Linked DNA regions of Anas platyrhynchos: region 2 is linked to region 1. The links are chromatin contacts, called in public Hi-C maps. All regions are on one chromosome and are shown on one strand. The core of a region is the stretch at or near the end of the contact, and the rest is flanking DNA. Distances in the headings are between cores, read along the strand shown.

Region 1 (4,863 bases), core at 292-2,791:
TAACCCAGAGTTAACAGAGACAAACTGTATATATTTTCTTCTCTTGCCTTGGAGATGAAGAAGATACAGAACTATGTAGAAAATGGTCACTCCAGAGAGTATCATCGGCATATCTGATACTTGTCTTCACCTTCTCCCACAAAACATTCTGTTTTCATTGGGATCTTCCCTGAAGACACCTAACTAGGAATTAGAATAAGTCCATTATCTCCTTTCACAGGACTGATCAAAGCAATTGTAATGTCTAATGGTAAGGAAGCCAGGTTGGAACTGTTGGCTTAAATTGTAAGGCTCCTACACCTATTCCAACAAATTCTGTCACCACTGGGACACCTCAACTTACTCGGGCAGTATTTTAACCTGTACTGAAGTCTGATACAACAGGTTTTATATCAGTCCTCAGTATGAGATGCACAGTCCTCTTAGTCATATTACATCATTTGTTTCACTTCTTTTTAACAAACTTTTTCTTTTCTCTGTCCAGGTAATAAAAGCTCTTGCTATAATTAACTTATAATGATTGCAAATATTTTTGTTTCTGTTATATTCATAGTGTAAATTTTACCCCATGCTTCTGAAGTGGGGATTTCATTTCCTAAACTAAAGTGCACTGTAGATTCTCAAAGATCTATTATTGTTGATAGACATCATCTCTATTTTTTATTTAGAGGCTTTTGTTACAGATAATGTTTGAACCTATATACTACCTGGAGATAAAGCCAACTTTCTTTGATTTTGTTATGGCTTGATTGTGTCAGCACAAAGCTTGCTATATTGCTGTTTTTTTCTCTAGATAGATGTTTTGATGTAGTCTCCTTGCTTTGTGTCAATGAACATTGTCTTAGAATCAAACTAATTGAACAGTCTTACTGCTTTGAGTTTAGTGACTTTCCGTGGTAAGAAACTTAATCCTTTAAACTGTTATGTATTACATCTAAATAACTTTGTTAAATTTTCTATGGCATAGTGGCTGTGTGAAAAAGCACTGCAATATACTAGTACTCATTTAAGGCTGTGCTTTGAGATTGCTATTCTTTAACAGGCTGTAGTTTCAACAATTTATTAAACATTGTTTCAGTAGCTCTCAGTGAACTGTAATGTCATCCACTTAAAAGGATTTAATGTAAATCATGATTTAGAACTGGCAATAGCACCAGAGAGAAAGAACTGAACAACACAACAGGTAGCCATAGAAAACTGAAACAATCCTGTAGCCACATTAAGGGGCATCACACTTTCTGTTTATACTCTAACTGGTGCTCAGCCTCCATGGCAGAAGAGGAGAGTGAACCTTCTTCATCTTGGGGAAAAAGCTTCTAACGTTTTCATAGAAATGCAACATCTTAATTGAAAATGTAGCAGAACATTGTACTCAGCCTTTTTCTTCTGACCTCCCAGGCATATGGTTCTGGTTGAATCTCTGGATCAAGAAATGATTAAAAGTGCATTTTTTTAGAATTGCATGTGACCTTTAAACATAAGACATAGTCTGAAGCCACATGCCAGTGACTCATGCTACTAGTGTCATGTTTCACAAATTCTCAGTTGTGATAAACAAATGGTAGCAAAGCCAAGCAGGCAAAAATCCCCTCCTATATATGATGGTGTACAGGAAGAAGGCAGAAAACAGGGTTTAGTGTGTTTTCTCTTTTTCTTCTTTTCTCCTCCCACTAAAGGATGATCTGATGAACGGTGTTACTGAAAATTCTTCTAATGAACTTAATTTCTTCTCTTGGCTGCTAGAAAGTTTCCTATTTCTTCTTGTTGTGAGGCTTTTTTGTTTGTTTGTTTGTTTGGTTGGTTGTTTTTTTTTTGGATCTGTTTTGCTGCTACCTAATCTGTATGAAGGCTGGAAATAAGCAGGTGCGGGGCAGACAGCCACTTTCATGACCGCCATTCCCACTTCTGTCATGAGTAGCAACATCACAACCAAATATTTATCAGTGAAATCTTAACTGTTTATTGTGAAGCCAAGAATAGCCTTGCATTCACTGAGTATGATGATAGGACTTGTTGTTCACTGCTGTATTGCAGAGTTCGTTGCTGATCTTTTGCAAACTGCATCAAGGAACTGGAACAAGAATATCTTGTCCACATTTTCCATGGGGCCTCATAAAATGTGTTAAATGAGAGGAAGAATAATTGCAATGAGACATTGCTAAAGCTCATAGATGAGTGAGAAATAATACATCTGTCTGGACATAGATACGTGAAAAGCCTCTGCTTTCTCTTACATGCTTAAACAGTGAGTCAGTATAAGCAGATTGTTTACAATTTATTAACAACATAGAGTTGTGAGTAAAACACTCCCTGCTCACACCCGAGGTACAAACGGACTGTATGGTTCTGCATGTTACACTTCAGCACATCCAGCTTTTTTAAGGGTGCCAAGATTTTTTTGTAGGAGTTTATTGTTGAAAGTATGTGCAAAGCTGTTTTAAAAATTGCTTCCAGGCAGTTCAAGTATATAGAGATGAATTCATAGTAGAAATGGATGCTATAACCCCAACGTGGAAGAAATACTTACTCAGAAATGGTGTGTTCAGTATATCTGTAGCAATTAATTTTAATCAGCAGCTAAACACACAAGCCCATGACATTTATGGGTTTTGCATCACTTCAACGTTAAATTATGTGTGTCTTTTAGGTCCATCTGAAGTGTCAGCAATTATGAAATTCAGCAGGAGACCAACATGTCCTGATGCCTCAGTAGCAGCAAGTCTTCCTACACCTCCAGTACCAAGGCACAGGAAGAGTCACAGCCTGGGAAACAAGTGGGTGTACACCAGGCTGTCTCACCATCAGGCAATTTTGCACATCACAAAGGTTTAATCTGGCAGCAGAACGCTCTTTGCTTTTGCCTCCTCCCTTTCCTGTATTGCAGGAGAGTTTCAGGCTTTAATGTCTATTTTGTAGGTTTTCTCTTTATGCTTTGTTTACACTGTTCTCTACTAGTGCTAGAAATTGTCAGTACCCCAAAGTTGTATAGCTACTTTGGCCTGTGGACACCTGGTTTGCAGAACCGTATTTTATTTGTTTATTTATTTATTAACATCTTGACTAATAAATCTAAGGAAACATACTGGCTTCTTGGCACTCATTATCATTCAGGAAAGTTGTGACCTTTTGGACTGTTCTATAGGTTAGAAACATTTTTCTCTGTACCGCTTAACAGCTAAGTAAGAGCTCCCCAGTTAAGGGTAGCATATACCAAATTTCACATTTAATGGGTTAATAAAAAAGTAGTTCGCATAATTGATGTGTTAGTTCAGCTTAGTGTATGATCACTGAGAAGTGCCTTAGATGGAGCCTGCTTGTTTCTTCTACCTTTGCATCTACCCGTGATGTTCACATACTGTACAGAGAGGAATAAAAAACTTACATAGTTTCCCATTTGCAGAGAAGTAATCATTGTTACTTAAAAAGGCTGCTAAAATTTGAAACTTGTTCAGGTAGTCAAGGAGCATATATAGAAGCAGCGTGAAAACGAGCAGTACCATTTATCTGCTTGCTACTTAATAACCCATAGATATTTATGATCATTGTATGATAAAGCAAAGTCTAAGCAGAAAAATCAGACAGGGTTGTTATCAGATAGCATAAGAAGATTCTTGCATTTTCCTCTCTATATTTTTCCAGCATGATGTGTCAATTCAGCATAGTGGAGAGCAAAAGTGCCACCTTCCCGACGGAGAAGCCACGCCACCTTCTGGATGACAGTGTCCTGGAGTCGCACAGCCCAGCCCGCAGCCACGCACTGAACTCAGTTTTCACCAATGGCATTTCAATAGGTAGAGTCTGGGGGGGAATTGATATACCTTTTTTTGGGTCCCAGTTCTCTGGAAACTCTGAGAGATCCCCAAAAGCAGGAAATCATGAAGGTTATTAGCTCCTGGGCAAAAATTGATCCCTTTTATAGGAGAAATTAAATCAGAGCTACTGCTCAGATATTTAGTCAACTTTATCTCAACTTTCCAGAATTACCTAGTGATGGTTTTGATAAAAGTGGCATGAAGGAGCACTTTCTTCCTATATGTTCTGTACATAACACGGAGTGTTTGTTAGTCTTCACAGGTTAAAAAAAAAAAAAAAAAAGTGCTACTGCCAAGACAGTATATATTCACAAAGAATATATTTCTTTTACAAAGAAAACTAGTTTTAATGATGTATTTTAGAAGGTGAGAGAATAATTTAGCTACACTCACTGAGACATGAAAGAAGCTTAAAATAAACTTGTGAAAAAGGTTGATGGCAATAACATTATGGTATTATAATTAACTAACTATAATAATAAAAACATCAATAATCTGTATTCTAAGCAAAAGAAAGGCAACCTTTTATGTGACTTAGGCTATTTCTAGAATAAGAAATAGACTGCAAAGGCTAGCAGAATGCTTAATCAAGGAGAGCTTGACACTAAGATGATCTTTGAACTTCTGAAAATACAGCCACAGTTCACTTCAGTGTTATACTGAGCATTAGAGCATCTCTCTTGGACATATTAAAACTGAGTTAAATAGTTATGCAAGGGAAGGAGGGACAAATTGGTCATAGGCTTCAAAGAGAAAAAGGGATTATCATTGTGAATTCCATCACATTGATTTGTTATGGCTCCTAACAGCAGCTGGCATACCGTCTGTTACAGGTGTGCTTGCTTGTTGAAAACAAATAATGCTACCTTGTCTAATAACTTTGAATTACAGATGTTGAGGTAGAAATACTGCTTTACAAAGTGATTGTATTTTGTGTTCTTGAAGTATTCAGCTTTTTAAGGAAAGGCAACATAATTAAAAGAAAAGTAACATGCAGATATCTGGTATTTAAGCACAGTAGCAATGATGACTTCATTCATCAGTGAGAAAT
Region 2 (4,633 bases), core at 322-2,821, 120 kb after region 1:
GTAAGTTCTTTAACAACCCATACAAACAAGACCAATTTTTCTTTTCCAAACAACTTCCAGACAGAATAGGATCAAAACAGAAATAAAAAAGAACTCCCCATGCTCACCACTACATACATAAGTGCACAAGTCAGTGACAGTTTCCAATAGTGTTTTAGTATTAATAGTTTTGTCCTTCTGCATCCTGAATCAAAATACCCCAAATATACCTAACTTCCACACACTATCAGTCCTTTTGAAATCAGAATTATACATAAAAGCTTTTCTTTTTAATTTTCTTCACTGCATTGCATTCTTCCTCAGTCCTGACCTGACCTACACTAGAAAAACACTGTTGGTCCAGTTATAACAATTTTAAAAATAGTTTTCATGGTATTAAGGTGAATTGCCAGCACTGAAATGCTAATGTTAGTTTACCAGTGGCTCATATCTGTTTGATTTAATAAGTTAGAATTTACTTTTATTGTAAAGTGTTTTAATACAGACAAGCCCTTATTCCAATGGAAAACAAACAAACAAAGCAGTTTAAACCCATTTGTACACTAGCAGGATATATTCCACTTCCCTCACCCATTTGTTTGGGAACACAGGGTCTTACAAACTTCAACGGTCCTGAAAGTCAAATGGCAAAGCAAGTTTCCACATATCAGATAATCTACACTTAAGCACGTAATTTCAGTATCCTAGTGTCACGTCAAAAGTTTTGTGGTTTAGGACTTTGACACTTTAAAGTAATTCACGAGGGAGAGGTGGGGGGAGAATAGTGGCAGAAAGGGGTGAGCTTGCACACTGCACCTGTTTGATTACAAGGCCTACATGTCTCTTCAGCTCTCCTGTCTCCATACCATCTAGATCATTACTTGTCAGCCCTTTGACACATCGTAGCTGTTAATCTATTTTCATTGAACAGGTGGGCACGGGTACAAACATGCTAAGCAGACGAGTAATCGGACATTGCTTTCTCAGTGATACCTGCCTGCACGAGCATGACGCTTGAACAGGCTGAGAAATCCACCCCGAGGACAGCACATCTGGCCCCGCTCACGCCAGCGGCGACAGCCCCTGCGGGAGGCGGCCGCAGCTCCGGGACTCACACCGCTCCGCTGCGCGGGGGCCGGCCCTGCACCGCCCCTCCGGCCCCCACACGCAGGGTCCCAGCCGGTGCAATTCCGGCACCGTCCGACCGCCACCGTGAGCGCGGGCCCGCGCCGCGCCCCACCCGACATCGTCCCCCGCCTCCCTGGCTCCGGTACCGCTGAGAGAGGCCGAGGAGCCGACTGGAGACCGCCTCTGCGCTTCTCAGTTCCATGCGTGCGGAGGCCTCACCGCTCCCGCGTCGCTTCCGCGGTTCCGTCCCGCTCGGGAGAAACGACGAGAGCTCCCCTCACACATCCCGCTGCCCTGGCGCACAGGCACGGCGCGCCAGCCGCTGAGGTGCCGCGCCGCCGCGAGGCACGCCGGGAGCTGTAGTCCCACGAGCGAGCGGCCCGTCCGCCGCAGCCGGGAGCTGGCTACGAGAGGAGAACAAACGGGCCCTGCGGGTCGTCGGGCTCCTCCATAGTCAAGGACCTCCCGCGCCCCCTCCACGGAGAGGGGCCGGGCTCGCGGCAGCATCCCGCGCGAACTCTGTCCTGGTAAACGCGGGACGTAGAGAAGCAGGCTCCTGTAGAGCCGTTTTCTCAGAGCTGGTTGCTATTTAATAGGAGCAAAACACCGAGGAAACCATTCCGCACAGCAATAGTCTTGCCAGCTCACTGTCCGCTTCTGGTTTCTGCTGCATCCTAGAAGCCAGACTTAATCTGGCTACTGTTATATCAGTAAAGGCACATAAAAAGGTCTTCTCAACCTGGCTGGCTACAGCTCGAAAGCTTCAGAAGTGCAGTCATCTTACAAGACTATTCTGTCATGTGCAAACACAACCAGCCAGCAGGGCGAAACCTGACCAGGGGACAGAATGGCAGCTCTATCAAGTATTACTTCATTCACAAAGTTGAAAATTCAGACAGCACATGGACAGAATCTTTGGTTTGCTAGCGGACACCAGACCACTTCATTCCAATCGAGCCTTCAACAAGCCCTGCACGCCTTTAAGAGTCTAACACAAACCAAATGGGAAACACTTTCAAGTGCGTGAAGCCCTGCTTTCTCCTTTAATGTAGATACATGTATATGCTATTGTTCTCTACCTTTCCAAGAGGTAAACATAGTCAATGCTTATCACCTTCACATCACGAATCTCAGCACGACAGCATGACATAAAGTACTTTGACCATGTGAAGACTTATTTTACAACTTTGCAGTAGGAGTTGAAACCAGTATTAAGATCAACCATTATGACTAAAGATGAAACAGTTCTTTGCTAGAGTAACAACTTGCATCTCAAGTAATTACATGTATAACTTGCATGGCTGTACTCTGTTTACACCAACTCCTTCAATAATTTCAATGGCTTGCATGTTTTGTAATAAACTTAAGTGCACTACTGTGTATTATGAAATACCACAACCATCCAGGTAGTAAACTGTAATGAATTATTGCACGATGTAATTGTGTGTCTTAGCTTTCTTTACAACCATTACCATGAAATTGCAACTTCAGGTAACATACTAAAACTTTGTGGTTTGATTTTAATGAAAAGCTACCCTAGTGCTAAGAGTTCCATTTCCAGAATTCATATCATTCTGTGTCTCTCTGCTTACTCTGTCAGCCACCAGAAAATTAATTTGGATCTTCTATAAGCAAAGTTTACAACATTTTGACACCTGAGGATAGCTTCATAATACAAGCTATGTCTAAGTAAGTCTGCATCCTCTATCAGTAACTTACTCTTCCTTCTATGTCACAGCATTACACCTCACTATTAATTCTGCTGATGTGTGCTTATAAGGAGTCACACTACCAGCTGCTCAATAAAAGGGGGAAGAAGGGGGAGAAAGCCTTCCAGAAAAGGTAGAGAGACTCTTGTTATCCAAGGAATTAATGGAACACAGTTGGACTATGAGTTTAACGGTAGATTAACACAAGCAAACTGCAAGCATGAATAAAGTGATAAAATGCAATTGGAACCCAGCTTACCTTTATTCTGTAGGACCACCTACAAGTTACATGTCCAGCAGCTGCTCAGTTTGGCAGGTGGCTCCTCAGGTCAATAAATAAATAAATAAATAAAATTGCATCCACTCATCCATCTCCTCACATGAAACTGGTTGGTATTACTAGAGAAGCATGTATCTGTCCCAAGGTAGTTTTCAACCTCTGGAAGTCAATGTAGAAAGGGCAAACTGCAGGCAATTGATGGCTGCATCTAAGTCTGGAACATGATGCTCAGTGAATAAAGTTTAAATATACTTATATACTTTTTATTTTCTTTGTTTTGATCTCTAATGCTAAAACAGAGCAAGAATTCCATGCATGGAGTACTCTTGGAGTAACACCTCTTCTTGCTTTCTCCTGCACACTTTTTTCCTCATACATGTAATTATAGCATTATGTCTATCTGAAAGAATCATGACATGCTATCAAATTTAAATCAGTAACATTTAATAATTTGGAGAGTAATCTCCCCTCACTATCTATATTATCGGGATTTTACTCAATATTAAAAGTATGAACATGACAGCAGCACCCTGACAAATCTTCAAAGCTAACAGGAGACAAAAATCTGCACCTTACTAACTCCAACTTTTTTTTTTTTTTTAAAGTGATTCTAAAACGTATGTCTACAGGCAAGAAACTACAAGATAACTGGTTAAGTATTGCAAACAAGTCTTTATACTAGTTAACTGTAAAAATTGCTTTTTTTAATAAAGGATTACCTCCCATGTATTGAAAAGATCTTCCAGTTTTGGAAATCAATTGAAATAATTGATATTAGTCTTGTATTGTTAAACACTGTAAAGAATAATTCACTTGTTTGCAGACTATATGTATAGAGTCCATTACATCATAACTTAAATGTCAGAACACAAATCCAACCATTTACCACAAACAGATTTATTGCAAACCTAAATTAATATATTCCACATACCAGCCAAAAGTAATTTTCACCTAGTAAAACAGGAAACTTAAGACTGACTGCTTGTATACTGACAAACACCCTAACAGACAAGAATAGGCATACCAAGTAAAACAGCTTCAAGGGATCTTCCATGTTAGAGAAGCAAAAAAATTTACTGGAGAAAAACAACAACAACAAACTATTACTCCTCAGAATTTTGTACTAAACCACAATATTTGTTCTCTATGATTGCTTGTTCTCAAAATTGCTTTAGAAGCGTGCCGTAAGTGAAGCTTCATTTCTCTCACTCCTTCAGAAGAACCTACTTCTGTGGAAGTAATGAAACAGAAAGAACCTACCACTTAATTTGTACTTTGACACAGTTGTGATTTACCCTATTCCTCTTCCCTTCTATGCACTAGGTATAAAACAGTAAAAAAGAAAACATGCACTCATTCAAATGTAAGTATTTGCTTTGTAGTGCCCACTGTCATCCTGAAAAAGCAATACCAACATGTAAAACACGACCACCTCTCTTTCAAACAGAAAAGAAACACCACCTACTTTTGCACAGGCCTTAGAAACTACAACAATGCTGAAGATTCTCACTTCAGTTTTTCAGACTGAGCTTTTTCC

Evidence for each region. Hi-C and Micro-C count contacts between places; a contact is called where the count stands out from the background.
Region 2: a Hi-C map of liver shows a contact between it and region 1, with 1.9 times the contacts expected there. The contact joins the promoter of GARNL3 here to the enhancer-like site in region 1. A contact is called at or near these places in 2 of 8 Hi-C or Micro-C datasets (liver and subcutaneous adipose tissue).

Annotation. Positions count from the first base shown.
Region 1 is chr18:14,390,225-14,395,087 of IASCAAS_PekinDuck_T2T, forward strand. It overlaps RALGPS1 (Ral GEF with PH domain and SH3 binding motif 1), which reads left to right. Exons shown (of 22, transcript XM_072025506.1): 14 at 2,648-2,774; 15 at 3,640-3,791. Among named protein-coding and RNA genes, the nearest start is that of ANGPTL2, 44 kb to the left of the region's middle. Within about 2 kb of position 1,542, at least 1 of the 8 cell types and tissues checked has an H3K27ac peak or open chromatin away from gene starts, as enhancers often do. A contact at or near this core is called in subcutaneous adipose tissue, where this site is marked.
Region 2 is chr18:14,506,297-14,510,929 of IASCAAS_PekinDuck_T2T, forward strand. It overlaps GARNL3 (GTPase activating Rap/RanGAP domain like 3), which reads right to left and starts at 1,572. Exons shown (of 29, transcript XM_072025502.1): 1 at 1,254-1,572. The coding sequence starts at 1,309.